Regions from separate parts of the Mus musculus genome. Here region 2 is linked to region 1. A link is a contact called in public HiChIP or PLAC-seq data. All regions are on one chromosome and are shown on one strand. The core of a region is the stretch at or near the end of the contact, and the rest is flanking DNA. Distances in the headings are between cores, read along the strand shown. Region 1 holds the start of Grm7 (glutamate receptor, metabotropic 7). Region 2 holds the start of Lmcd1 (LIM and cysteine-rich domains 1).

What was found. HiChIP or PLAC-seq counts read pairs in DNA pulled down with a chosen protein or histone mark.
Region 2: a contact with region 1 is called in an H3K4me3 HiChIP or PLAC-seq map of stem cell-derived neural progenitor cells, with 8 times the contacts expected there. The contact joins the promoter of Lmcd1 here to the promoter of Grm7 in region 1. A contact is called at or near these places in 2 of 39 promoter capture datasets (cranial neural crest and hippocampal neurons) and 1 of 115 datasets of contacts at active chromatin or transcription factors (stem cell-derived neural progenitor cells).

What each region holds. Positions count from the first base shown.
Region 1 is chr6:110,640,941-110,648,323 of GRCm38.p6, forward strand. Grm7 (glutamate receptor, metabotropic 7) reads left to right here and starts at 4,658. Exons shown (of 10, transcript NM_177328.3): 1 at 4,658-5,446. The coding sequence starts at 4,928. It overlaps Gm20387 (a long non-coding RNA gene), which reads right to left and starts at 4,455. Exons shown (of 4, transcript XR_001785349.2): 1 at 3,925-4,455; 2 at 855-989; 3 at 1-330.
Region 2 is chr6:112,270,636-112,278,018 of GRCm38.p6, forward strand. Lmcd1 (LIM and cysteine-rich domains 1) reads left to right here and starts at 3,123. Exons shown (of 6, transcript NM_144799.2): 1 at 3,123-3,337. The coding sequence starts at 3,296.

The DNA of each region.
Region 1 (7,383 bases), core at 3,408-5,907:
TTCTGGCCTGCAGACACCCACACACATATGCAACAGACAGAAATTAAAAGTAGAAAGTGTTTTCCACACAGTATGATGGAAAGTGAAATCATAGGAAAAAAAAATCAGATGAAATTGAGGCAGGAGATATGGCTCAGTGGTTAAGAGCATTTTATGCTCTTGCCGAAAACTAGATGCTTTTGCTGTTGATTTTGCTGTTGGTTGGTTGGTTGGTTGGTTGGTTGGTTGGTTGGTTGGTTGGTCTCCCAGGACCAATGTGGTCGCTCACAGATATCCATGACTCCAGTTCCAGGACTGGAGAACATCCAATTCTTCTCTGGCCTCTTGGTACTGCATACAAACACAAACATACATTTGGGCAACACTCAAATACATAAAATAAAGGTTTAAAAATCTAAAAAAAAATGGAGCTAAATCTTTTAATAAAATTCAACAAAAATAGGGAGGAACTCTTATGTTCAGTAAGATATTTTTATGAGACCATGAGTAGAGATGGATGATGGTACAGAAGCAAGCCTGCAGACACTTTTATAATGTATTATCTCTGTGGATAAAGCTCGATTCTTTTTCAGTTACACCTGCCCTTATAATAATCATTATCCCAGTTCTACCTGAACAATTTTTACAGGGTGATTTTAATTTATAATTCCAATGAAAAATAAATGCCTACTATAAAGGGCTAGGTTCTCCACTGTGGCTTCATATATAAAAATAAATGTGATGCTGTGTGTTCGAAATGCATAGAGATTCTGTAAACTCAGTATCACATGTTCTTTCTCTAGTAATAAATTTTGCTTTCTATATAGTTCAGAGATGCCAATGTCTACCTAAAAACGGATCTCAGTGACTCTTACCTTGTTCAGGCAGCCCATGGCAGCAAGCTCAGCTATTGGTCAAAAAGTGAGGTCTTAAATCCAGAAGAATCAATCTATACTTTCATGTAGTTGATCAAGTGCTTAAGGTAAAGCTGTTTCAGACTTCCATTTTTTCTAAACAAAAGTATTTTAAAGAACATTAATTATCCATTATATTCCAGAAACTGTGCATAATGACTAAGAGATGAGAAATTTATGTGCTCTGTCCATTTGAGGTTCTGGTCACTGCCAGGTAAGGACAGCTCAGATTGAACCACTTCTGATTCATTTCAATATATGAGTGAAACTTAGACACAGACATCATTGGAAACATTGTCTTGGATGAAGAGAAAATTAACACTCTAGCTCTTACCCTTAAGGATCTTACAACTTGGCAGAGAAGTCAGACATATACACAAATAGCTTACTACAAGGGATATGATACTAGCTGCCAGATGTTTAGGGAGAATCCTCAAAGAGAAAGGGCTCTTAGCTAGGGTTACTATTATTGTGATGAAACACCAGGACTGAAAGCAAGTACAGGAAGAAAATGTTTATTTGGCTTATACTTCTAGATCATAGTTCATCACTGAAGAAAATCAAGACAGGAACTCAAACAGTGCAGAAATTTAGAGGCCAGAGCTGATGCAGAGGCCATGGAGAAATGATAATTACTTCCTTGCTTCTCAAGTCTTTCTCAACCTCCCTTCTTATAAAACTGAGGACCACACACCAAGAGATAGCACCACCTACAATGGGCTTGGCATTCCCACACTAATCACTAATTAAGAAAAAATTTTATAGCAATGCTTGCCTCCTCCCCAATCTTATAAAGCCAATTTTTCAATTGAGGCTGTCTCCTCTCCAGAGACTATAGCTTGTGTCAAGTTGACATAAAACTAGCCATCACAAGAAAACACCCACTGAATGGGGTGGCATTTGGGGTGGCACAGATGGCTTAAAGGTATTCATGGGACTATCATGGGATGGGAGAGGGCAATGGGAGAGAATGGATGAATACATGTGCAGGAGAAAACTAGTGATTACTTGTAACTCATCCCTGAGTACTATTTGGTAGCAACTTTCTAAAGCATAGCATGAAATTCAAAATAAAAGAAAGATTCCATTTTCACTAAAGAGAGCCCAAGCCACTGGTATTTAAAATCAGGCATCCTTGTCCTCGTGTGCTGTTGACTGTATTCCTTTCAGTTGTTCCATTTGCTTTTTCTTCTTTTGCAGCTTCGACAACTCTATATTGACAGAATCCCTATCCCAACTACTTCACTCAGCATTCTGATGTAGGGCATTACAATAGAAGAGTTACAAGACTGCTCTTGACTTCAAACAATAGAAAGAAAACACATATGCATATAAGTGGAAAACCCTAGAAATATTGCTTCAAGTATGCCTGGATAGGGGATGGGGGGAGTTCTGAAGTAATTTATTGAGATGACTTTCTATTTGTCCCCCACTCTATGTGTTTTTCTAGACTATGCATTCCCCTATCTCTGTGTCTCTTTCTTTTACTCCTTCCTTTCTCCCATCAGTATCATCTCTGACCCTATCCACTCTATCATACCCCTCTCCATCCCTGTCTTCATTGCTCTCTACCTCAGTTTGGGATTCAAACACAGAGCACATCCTCAATGTACAGACTGGCTGCACACTGCAGGAGCCACCATGATATGTAATTATGCTGGGTGTACATTGCTGTAGTAGGTATCAAGACAGTGGGTGACTGATATGCATAATGTATATAATTTGCATGTGAATCACAGTACAGTTTCATTGAAGATGACAGTAAAATATCTTGTACTTGGAAAATCAGAAAAGCATGATAGTTTTCCAAAAGAGGGACAGGAAGGGGTTAAGCAGAGGGCCTATTTTTTTCCCCCAACTTTACAGAGATGTGACCAGGTGCAGTGATAGCCCCACCTCCAGCTCCAGTCTCTGGCCTCTGTTTTGGCTTCTCCACCAAAGGCAAAGATGAGTTCTTCAGACTCTGGTTGACCTTTATTCTCTCTTTTGACCATGGCACTATGGCTAGAATGATCACATGAACTAATAAGCCACACCTACATTATAGGAAGAGGGCTCCGTTCTCAAACCATAAGCATTGAAATAGCGAGGAACATGTCCCAAATGAAAGTGATGGACTATTCATATGTGGAAGAAGAACAGATGCCCAGCAGAAGCACCTGGCCTAACACATAAAGTCCACAGTGCCAGTTAAGGTTGGCGATGGGTTCTGAAGATTTTTTGTCCTGGTTCCCTATGCATAAAGCAACAGAGAATATTGGCCTAAAAAGAACGCTGTAGCCAAAGGGACATGGCCTATTTTAACAAAGGATTTTAGTTAAAAGACAACTTGGAGGACATCCAACTCAATCTCATCACTTTCCAGATGGGGAAACTAAAATTCAGGCAGAGGCACTGAAATACCAAGGACACACAGGTAGTTGGTGGTAGAGGCAATATAACAGAACTATATATTATATCTAACAATAGATTCTTCATCAACACCAGAAAGCATATTCTTGTTTGTGGCTTTCTCTCCATCACCCTCAAATCTGTACAATATAGCTTTTACACACTACAGCAGAAAACATTACCAAGAGTTGAGTTAAGGTCCCAGAGAAATGTTAAATTTCCCTGTAAGAGAGCTAAGGACACTTGTTGCATGAATGGGCTAGTTTCAGGAGGGGTACTTTCCCTTCTACAGTGAAACTTGCCTGAGCATTCTTTGCTTTGTTCCCCAAATCCCATGGCAGCAAATGAAAACAAACAAGCAAACAATAACAACAACAAAACCACAAAAACCTACTATCTGCATCTTTAAAGAGACTTCTCCAGCTCCTTTTACTTCCTTTTACCTTCCCCCACTTTACCTGCTGTTTCTTAACTGTAAAGAAAAACTGTCACCAGCCCAGGAGTATCTTGGAAAATAGGTAGAAGGGAGCAGTGCACCTATCAACACTACAGAGGAAAGTGCTGGAGTTCTTAGTGTCTCCTCTTGCAGCAAAGGCAAGGAAAAGCACTGACTGAATCAGTGGTTAATTTCCCCACTGACCTGCTGAAGAATGTGGTTAGTTTGACCAGCCTTGGCCCTTAGGAAGATCGAGGGTGGAGTACCACTTTAGATTTCTTCTTGGCTTCAGCTTCCCTCCAGGATAGAGGGTACCTACTATAGGAGAAGCCTCTGGTTAAGGACTTTAGTCAAGAATCCGGTTCCAGAATGTCCAGTATTTTTCTGAGCTAGCTTTAGAGACTGGAATCTCCTCTCCTCCCGCCCCCTTTCACTGGCTGCTCCACTTCTGTACTCCCTAGCTTTCTGCCAGAGCTGACAGTCAAAGATCAGACTCAGGGGCTCCCCATAAGTCAGCACCAATATCGCGACTCATCCCAAGTGGATGTCTGCAGTTCCTAGAACATGGGCGTGGGTATTGGTGAACCTGAGGTTTCCATCACAGAGTTGGGGACAAGAGCTTACTTAGCCCTTACTAGTATCCAGAAATCCACAGATTCCCTGGGGACCACGAAACTCCCCTGAACAGGCAACCTCTCGGCTCCCGGGCCACCCACCCATTCCTCCACCCCCCCCCCCTTACCTCAGCACGCAGCCCCTCCCTGCGTGATGATGCAAACCGGTGGGGAGGGCGGGCGCTGGGAAGGGTGGGGAGAGATGGATAGCAAGCAAGGGAGGGAGAGAGGGAGTGGGAGGAGGAGGAGGAGGAGGAGAGGGAGCCCAACGACCATTTAAAGCGATAGCAATCCCTGCCCTCTCCCCAGTGCTTGGCTGTTGGAGAGCGCGAGCGGCAAGCCAGGGAGCGGGGAGCGCAAGCTGGTGCACGGGCCAGCGGAGCTACAGTGCCAGGTGCCAAAGACTGGCTGACGCCCTGGGACCCCCCACCCCTCTCCTGCTGCACCTCCTCTGTCTCCTCCACCCTCTGTGCCTACAGAAGTCCCCGGGGCTTCCCCCGAAAGGAGCTCACCTCGAGAAGCCGGGACCTGGGAGAGCCCACCAGCATCCCCTCCAGCGCCGCCGCCGCTACCGCAGCAGCATCCGGAGCGGCATGGTCCAGCTGGGGAAGCTGCTCCGCGTCCTGACTTTGATGAAGTTCCCCTGCTGCGTGCTGGAGGTGCTCCTGTGCGTGCTGGCGGCGGCGGCGCGCGGCCAGGAGATGTACGCCCCGCACTCGATCCGGATCGAGGGGGACGTCACCCTTGGGGGGCTGTTCCCAGTGCACGCCAAGGGTCCCAGCGGAGTGCCCTGCGGCGACATCAAGAGGGAGAATGGGATCCACAGGCTGGAAGCTATGCTTTATGCTCTCGACCAGATCAACAGCGATCCCAACCTGCTGCCCAACGTAACGTTAGGCGCGCGGATCCTGGACACTTGTTCCAGGGACACTTATGCGCTCGAACAGTCGCTCACTTTCGTCCAGGCGCTTATCCAGAAGGACACCTCCGACGTGCGTTGCACCAACGGAGAGCCCCCGGTTTTCGTCAAGCCAGAGAAAGTAGTTGGAGTGATTGGGGCTTCGGGGAGCTCCGTCTCCATCATGGTAGCCAACATCTTGAGGCTTTTCCAGGTAGGGGGGCGCTCCCTTTGGGGAGGAGCATTCTGTGGCTCCCTGCGCTCTAACCTTAAAAGCTGGTTTGGACTTCATGGGTTGCAGGGGTCAGGCCAGCACTCCAACATTTCTACCCTGGAGATCCTGTCGAATCCCTCCCACCCCACCCAAGGAGGTATCTTCCTTGCTTAGTTTACTCCTCTTTTATGTCTTTCCCTGTCCACGCTCCACTCCATACGGCATGACTCCCCGGATTTATGGTCCCATTTACAAGAAGCAATCTTCGGAAAAAACAAGGCGATGATTTAAATGGTTTGCATTAGAGTGAAATATGGTTCGGAAACAGGCTTGTAAAAGTGTCTGGGCTCCTAGGGGAGCAGGTTAGACACAAGGAATATGAAAAATTAGAAGATGCTTTGAAAATGGCATTTCTCAACTCCCCAGCTTCCCATGCCCAAGCCACTTAGGAAACCTCGACTCCATGGAAATATTCTCGAAGACCTCAAGAAACCCCTTCTTCAAAAGAGGGTTGGGGTTTACCCGCATGTGGATGATAATTGCCCGTCTCTTTGGGGTTGAATTTACGACCTGTAGCCCATCTGCATCAGAGGCATGGGGGTATCCGCCCCACTGGGGAGACCCCGCCTGCTGACGTGATCCCCCTGAGTTGGTTTCCTCCTGGCAATTTTGTGCACCGCCTAAATTGCATTTGCAGTCCGGCCGGTGGCAGGAGCTGGGCGATCAGCTAGCTTTCTGCTGCCACTTCAGACCTCAGCTGGGGATGAGCTCATGCTAACTGCGAAATAAAATCCCTTTCACTGACTGCTCCCTGCGCTCCTTGTCCCCCTCCCTCACTAGTGCAGCCCCACACCCAGAATTCCAGGCTCTAAGCTGGGAAACTCAGTCTGCTCTGCCCAAGAACAGTGGATGTGCTAAAGCGGGTTATGCAGGTCTTATGCCCTGGGTTCAAAAAGGCAGATCTAGGGCTCCAACCGCAGTGCTCTGCCTTTGGTCCCTGCAGCCTCTGTCTCCTAGACTGCACTGCACTGGGTAGAAATGGATAGCTTTGAGGGTTAGAAATTGAGTTCAGGGAACTCTGACAAGGTGTCCTTATGCTTCTCTGTTTCCTTGTTTGGTTTCCCTTCCTCATAGGCATTTCTCAACCCCTGTTTCCTTTTCTCACACTCATGTTCTTGCCTCAAGTCAGTTTGAGTATGACTTTCTTATTAACCCAGGGCTTGCTCACTCCTTTGGTGGTAGCCAGATCCAGCCAACCCTTTCTCTTAGCTGTGCAAGTTGGTGCCTGCAGGATTGTGCTGCCCAAGTCTAAGAAGTGACTCTTGCTCACATGCTTTCCCGGAGGGTAGGAGTTTTATGAGGGACCTGCTGGTGGGTGATGTCCAGGCCAGCAAAGGACCTGCATCATCTCCAGGAGAACTTTGTGCTCAAGCAGCAGGAGTGCTCCCCTGAAGCTAGTGGGTCCCTTCTAATCAACAGAGCACACCAATGGCTCCTGAATGTGCCTGCCCGGAGACTTCTTGCTGCTTGCACTCTCCTAAAGTGATTTGAGGGCAGACTTCACTCTAGGTTGCTTGAATTCTCGAACAGCCTGGGCTATTGCCATCACATTTAAAAGGAATTTTGTTCACCTCCAAGCTTGAAGTTTGGGAGCTTGGGGTGGAGGAGCTGAGCTGTAGCTGCAGAAAGAATGAAGAGATGAAGATTGGGACAATACCTGAGGTGTGTGTGTGTGTGTGTGTGTGTGTGTGTGTGTGTGTTGGCAGTCTTCTCCCAAGCCTTGAGAGGTGGAATGCTCATTCTGCATTGAACATTTGAATATTATTTCTCTGCCTGGGTTTCTCCTGAATGGGAGCATAGACATTACCCCAGATGGACCGATGTCTGTGAAGAAGAGTGAAATATCCAAGAGAGTCATTGCAAATGAAGCTAGGGAC
Region 2 (7,383 bases), core at 1,873-4,372, 1.6 Mb after region 1:
ATCCCCTCCAAAATGAGGTATGACACACTAGTTTGACCACTGACCCCCACATGTATATCCATCTAAGTACCCACATACACCATACATAGAGGAGGAAGAAGAGGAGAGAGAGGAAGAGGAAAAGGGGGGAGGAGGAGAAAGAGGAGGAGAATGAGAACAAGAAGATCAAGAAGTGGTATAGTGTTGGTGTTGGTGATGGTAGTGGTGGTGGTAGTGGTGGGTATCTCAAAGCTCTAGTGAAGCTGAGATACAGTGGCCGCATTCCCTCCTCGTAACTGAACAGACACAAGCTTTAATTTGGCAGCCATAAAAGTCCATGGCTATGGGGCTTCCTTTACTGCATAGGTCTGCAGAAGGATTTAAAGGATAGGAATTGGAATCTGGAGCTGGGATGGGGACAGGTTCTACAGGACAGCAGGGATCTCTTGTCTGCCCATGGTAAGCAATTCTCTAGATATTAGAAGACAGAGCACCCAAGACAGTAGCTTAGTGCTCTGTCCTGAGAAGGTGTGGCATCTGCATCCTTAAATGTTCCTGGAGCCAGAGGTAAAGATAAGGAGAAGAGAAAGGCTGAAACTACACAGTGTGAGGTTAATGCAACTACCAGGATGTCCAGAACAATGCTTTCTCAAGACAAGGAAAATGAAAAGTGGCTGGGACAGGAGTGGCCAGTGACATCACTGGGAAGGTCTCTGCCCAGGCTGAAAGGGATAAAGCCTGCCTTTGTTACACCTCCTGGCTTCTGTTCTCATTGCTCTGAAACATGAAAGCTTCTGGCATGATGTCTCTCTTTAGCGCTGTTGTCCTGAGGATCTGCTACTGAGAGAGCTGCTCATGGGAACACTTCCATCCAGGGCCACACTTCTGCTGAAATGTTAGTGAAGTTCTAAGATTTCACACACAACCCACCTTGGAAGTTAGAACAAAATGGACGAAGTGTGCCTGTTCTGTTGGTCTCGCCTGTCCTGATTGGTGTTAATAAAAAGTCAGAATCCGCCGGGTGTGGTGGTGCACACCTTTAATCCCAGCAATCAGGAGGCAGAGGCAGGCGGATTTTTGAGTTTGAGGCCAGCCTGGTCTACAAAGTGAGTTCCAGGACAGCCAGGCCTATACAGAGGAACCCTGTCTCGAAAAACCAAAAAAAAAAAAAAAAAAAAAAAAAAAAAAAAAAGTCAGAATCCCAGTAAGGGAGATCACTTGGTAAAATGCTAACCTAGCAAACATGAAGACCTAGACTCAGTCCCCCAAACCTATGTAAACCAAACCTGGTGAGGCATGAGATTATGGCATGCTCATAATCCCAGCACTGGGGAGACAAAGACAGGTGGATCTCTTGGAGCTCACTAGCCAGCTAGCCTAATCTACCAGACAGGGTCCAGGTCAGTGAGAGACCTTATCAATGGTGGCTGGGACTTACGATGGCCAATGATGTCCTCTGGCCTCTTCATACACACACACACACACACACACACACACACACACTCAGAACTAGATCTCCAGGTCTTTATTCGTCCATCCATCCAACCATTCATCTATCCAACTAATGTGCTCTGAGCTTCCCTTATATGCTTGATGGTTGTAGTCAAAGGTACAAAAACAAAAGTCAAAGTTAGCCAAACTAATTGTAGCAGACACCTATGAGAAAGAAATATAGGAAGGTCACCAATGGAAAACCTTCTCCAGGAGTCTGGAAAGGGAATCATGGTTTGGGGCAGAAGGGACTGGCGATGATTTGCGACTCCGGAAGAGCACGACAGGTTAAATACTCAGCAATAGGAAGTCTCTGATTAGAAGACTGAAGGATATACTTTAAGATCTATATTGGATCTCCTGCAGGCAATCTTTCACTTTCACCCACTGGAATCCCAGTTTCTGGCAGGAGATTTTGCCCATGTGGGTTGTAGAAAGGCCTCCTCACCTCATGACAGGTGAAGCAGGATTGTTCTGGATAAAAAGGTACCTGTTCTGTATTCTCTTGTGGCAGGGGAGTCGAAGTCGGGAAAGCAGTCTCCGAGAGCAACGTGAGCTCCGGAGCAAACAGCCTGGCCAACTTACAGAAACCATTGTTAGATGTTTCATGGATACTTCATTCCAAGGGTGAGAAACAGATAGATTTTGCTCATCCAGACTTGCAAGACTTAATTACTAATTTTCACAGTCTATCCTTTACAGTCTCGTGCTCCAACCCCTGGGGCCAGTTCCGATCTCACCGTTTTAGACTAAACAAGTCCTATCGAAGAGCACACCTTTGATCACCTGACTATCTCTCCTCGTTTTCTCAGTTGGAACCATAAAAATAATTTTGAAGCTATAATATGGGAACGGCTCCCTGGGTATGGATATTTGCTGCTGCCAAGCCTGATGACCAGAGTTTGATGCTGGGAGCCCACTTGGTGGAAGGAGAGAATTGATGTCCACAAGTTATTCTCTGACCTCCACACACATGCACTCTCTCTCTCTCTCTCTCTCTCTCTCTCTCTCTCTCTCTCTCTCACACACACACACACACACACACACACAGAGAGAGAGAGAGAGAGAGAGAGAGAGAGAGAGAGAAAGAATATTGTTTTCTTCCTCTGAGAAGTTTAAAAGTTATTTTTAAAAAAGATATTTTAAATTTTTAAAAAAATTTTTGTGGCTATTGTTTTTAACAAATGATAATGTACTAGAGTCTTTTCTCTCTGGTTACTAGAGACCTTAGCCAGGTTAGGGTCAGTTGAGGCTTCTGGAGACCACCTGCCCCCGCGCACCCCCCTGGGACAAGGGGGAAGAGGTGGGCAGAGAGCACTGCTCAGCATTTATTTTTGGACCCAGCTCTCTAAAAATACCTTGGCTCTCCTATTTGCTCTCTCTTTTGACCTGAATGGATCTGCCTGGGTCTCCTCTGCCCCTCCCTCTGCTCCTTGCCCTTTAAAGGAGAAGGGCGTGGGGAGGGATTCCTGCCGCCTAGGGGACAGCTGTGAGCCCGAGGTGGCAGGGCAGCCGGCTAAGCTGACGTCAGGGTAGAGTTTAGCCAAGTTCTCAGCCTCCCTGCAGAGGCCACCCTAAGGGAGGGATGCAGCTTTTTGCTCTGATTGGCTGGCCTGGAGTGGGTGTCCACGCGCATTGGCTGGTCACTTTTTAGAGGGAGTCCCGCTCTCCAATTAAAGCGGGCAGCGGCGCGGCTCTGAGCACAGAGCCGCCGGCTGCACACAGGCAAAGGAACCTGAACTTGGCCATTCAGCAGCGCTGTCCAGGCTGCGCGCTCCCTCTGGCCCCTGCCTGAGAAGCCAGGTGCTGTTTCTGCACCGCCAGGATGGCAAAAGTGGCTAAGGACCTCAACCCTGGAGTGCAAAAGGTGAGCGAGACCCCTCTGTATTCCTGTATCCTTCAGATCCCACTGCTCTCAGACGCACTGAGTACCTAGGGACACTTTAATGGTTGCATCAAATCCACAGAAAGCACAGAAAACAGAATAGGTGACAATACTTATTTGAGGTGACAGGTTGACCCCTCTCCAAATTGCCCTTAAAGCCATTGTTAAGAAAGTATTTGCACTGTGCCGTAGTTCTTTATTGATGCTGATTAAAGGTGAACTAAAGTTAAAATTTAGAGGGAGGGAATAGACGCTTATTTGTGGTCATGGGAAACGTCTTGGCTTTCCCTTGCCTGTACCCTCCAACCCCCTGATGTGCCTTTAGTGAAGGTTGGGGGACTGTGATGCAGCCCCTCCCCCTTCGCTAGCCTCCCAGAGTTGTGTGGTTTCCCCAGCACACAGAATAGTTTCTTTTGGTGCAGTTGGCAATAGCAGCCATTCTAGCTCAGGGGAACTAATTTCTGTCCCCAGAGTCTGCACGTTTCCCTTTCAAGAAGGGCTGGCCCAGAGCCCAGAAGGTCACGGGTAAATTGCTGCAGGCGGGGCCAGCAGCTGTGCCTACAGCTCTAAACTGGCTGCCTGCTTACCTGAGGTACACTGAAAGCAGAAGACTGGGCTATGAGAAGACGTAGGGGACAGGAAAGCAGCAATGGCTTCCCAGATGGGGAAATAAGAGGCATGGGTGAAAGAGAGGTGGCTTGCAGGGGACAGAGATGTTCAAACCCTGGCCCTTGGTCTGGCACATTTTAGCTGTACAACAGCGATAAACTCAAATCCTTAGCCGCTCTTTCCCTATCTAGAATGTAAGGAGGAGAGACAGCCAGTACTTTTAACAGCAATCTTGATAATGTAGGCTAACATGCCCAAGCAGTAATTATTAAGCTATTCTCTCAGAGTATTCAATCTTGCAGGGCAAAGTTCTCCTTTGCTGACATTTGGTGGGAGGTAGAAAAGCAAAGGAGAGAAAAAGAGACCGTAGAGCTCAGGGAGAATGGAGGTGGGAGAGGGGAAGCCCCAGACCTCCTGCCCTCCCACTCCTGAGCCTAGTGATTCCTTCTGCACATGGCATCCAATCAGACTTAGTCTGGGCATCTCCCTGATGCATTCACCAGACTATTTGCAGAATCAAGTGTCATCTCTCATCCAGAATTCACAGAGCACTGAGACCTGAGTGTGGGGGATACCTGCTAGTCTCTAATTATATATGGACTTCACTTTTCCTGCTCTCTTTCCCCATGTGTTTGAGGTCAATGATTTGCAAGTGTGTTGCTATAAGCCGGTTGACATCCTAGAATGTGAGATGAAGTCTATAAAGATCCCTCCCCTTCATCAAGAGCCCAGGCCACACTTAGAGAAAGCTTTGCTTTTATTGTCCCTTGCATAGGAGGGTGTGATTCTCTGGATTAGAGATGGAACATGTTCCTCTTCATGTCACCGTCTGTTGCCAACTTCCTTGGCTTGCGAAGGTTTTATTTTCCATTTAGATCCAATTACAGGCTTAGAGAAAGAATGAAGTGGGTAAAGATGAAAGGGTGGGTATCTTTTACCTCTTGGAATTTTAACCATTGGGGAAGATCAGCAAGGGGGTGGATTAACCAATGTCTTCACCCTAAAGAGTGGAGGGAAGAGAAGGGAACCCAAGAGGGCCTTGCGAAATGGCTCAGCGCTGACAAATACTGTGTCCTATCAAGATCCGAAAAGAGTTTATTGCATATTTACTTTAAAAATCAGCAGTCAGGGGTGGGTTATAACATTTGGCTTCAGAGAGCATAATTGCACTTAGACATTCTAAATCAGTTTCAGACTGCAAAAGACCTATTTACAAAATGTGAAAGGGCTTAACATGGATTTCATAGTGTCCCCATTGCCCTGTCCCCCACGAGTTGGGAGGGGTGGGAATCCCCAGCAGCTGGGAAGTCATAAAACGGTCTTCAAGAAAAAGTATAAAATCCCAAACTGGAGTGGCCTCGGAGATCATGTGACTGTCAGCCTCTCTCTGTGGGTTGCATGCTCTTGTCCACAGGGGCAGCGGGTGGGGAACAGTCCCAAGCCACTGACTGCTCTTGAGCCATCCCTGGCTTTTCTCTTGGGAAAGGAGATTGTTCTCCAGGACAGGCATGTCCCTGAGCATAGTGAAATTGCCAACGTTCTTTGGCAACAAAGAAGACCAAATGCCTGTAACTAGGTGGAACCAATCACCAGGACAAATTTGTCCTTCAGGTGATTATTAATTTTTTTTTTACTGCCACGGGCTTTGGCATCAGATCTGAGTTCAAATCCCAGCTCCACCACTTGCTATCCAGACACTAGGGCAAGGAAACTAACTTCTGTTTTGGTGTCCTGGAAGCTTCTGAAAACTGAAAGGCAATAGTGGCGTTAACTTCTCATGGTGTCTGGGGTACTCAGCAAGATGATGTATATTAAAAGCTCAGCATATGATCACTTGGTGAAAATCAGCCCTTAGTGGTACTAGGAAAGTGTTTTCCACATAATCCTAAGGGCTTGGGTTCAACCTTTAGCACCCACATAAAGAGCCGTGACACATATGTGCAATCTTGACCCTGAGACAGATCCCTAGGACTTATTCGACATCCAGTCTAACTTACTTGATGACTTCCAATGAGAGACCCTGTTTCAAAAACACAAAGTATATAGCCCTGGAGGAAAAATACCCAAGGTTGGCCTTAGGCTATCACAGGCACTTACACACACACACACACACACACACACACACACACACACACACACACACACAAGTGAACATGCATATATACTGCACACACATAACATACACACAGAGGCAAACATACACACCAAGGTACACAAAATCAGCCATTAGTATGCTTGGTGATTATATACAATTTGATGGTATATGGATACAGAAAATACACGCTTTAGTTTTACTGTCCCAAGTAAATAGAAACCAATTTGCATTCGGCTATGCCCAAGCTAGTTGTGCCCAGCACCCCTTAATAAGCGGAGGCAAAGAGCAATGGCGTTGCTTTCATTCTCACCCAACACATAGGAAGTATGTTTATGTAGAATCAGGTCTTTCCTTCTGAACTTGGATGGTCAGTCAGTAAGGAGTACACACACACACACACACACACCACACAAGGGAGAGAGAGAGAGAGAGAGTTGGGGGCATGGTGGAACTCTTTCTCACTTTTTACATGTGAAAACTGAGGCTTGAAAGAGTCAACTACTGACTAGAGTTTGCTGAAAAGATGTCTAGAAGCTAGTAGGCTCTTAGAGATCCCTGATGGTCAGAAGCTCCGGGTAGGGTCTTCAAATAGACTAGATCAGACAAAGAGACTTATGACATGCTCACTGCGCTGCAGTGCCAACCTCCTGGGTCCAGAGGGCTCTCGTTTTTTCCTCCTTAACACAACAGCCAAGGAACAGTAAGTGATAAGATATCCAAGTTCATATTCAGGTTCAATGAGCATCTTTCTCTACATATCTGCCCATTACATCCTTCCTAGCTAGCCTGTGCTCCAGGTTAGTCCTCTGCTCTGTCCAATGCCCTTCCTGTTTTCACCTCTAATTCCTGCTGTGTGCAAGCTTTCTCTCACATGGCTTCGGCAGGCTAGTCCAACATAAACATCACTCCTCAAGAATCGTCATTGGCTCCCTCAGCCTTAAAAACACACTAAGCTGACACTTGAAGACTTTAATAGCCAACACGTTGAAGGCATGCCCATAGGTGCAAAAAGCAACTTGTCCCCAAAAAGATCGGGAAGAGAGAACACACGCTGTGTCCATGTGTGTCACAGCACACGTGTAGAGGTGAGGGGACAAACCCGTGAGAGTCAGCTCTCCCTTCCACTGTGAGTTCAAAGGGTTAAACTCAGGTGGTGAGGCTGGCAAGGAAAAACGCTGGAGTTATCTCCCCAGCCCTATCTAAGTCTCTTTTAGAGAATTATTACTCTGCATGTGGCAGACACTCATCCTGGCATGCAGATATGTCTAAACAGGCTCAGTCAGGAGGTCACGGGTAAGCCACAACACAGTATGAGCCACCATCC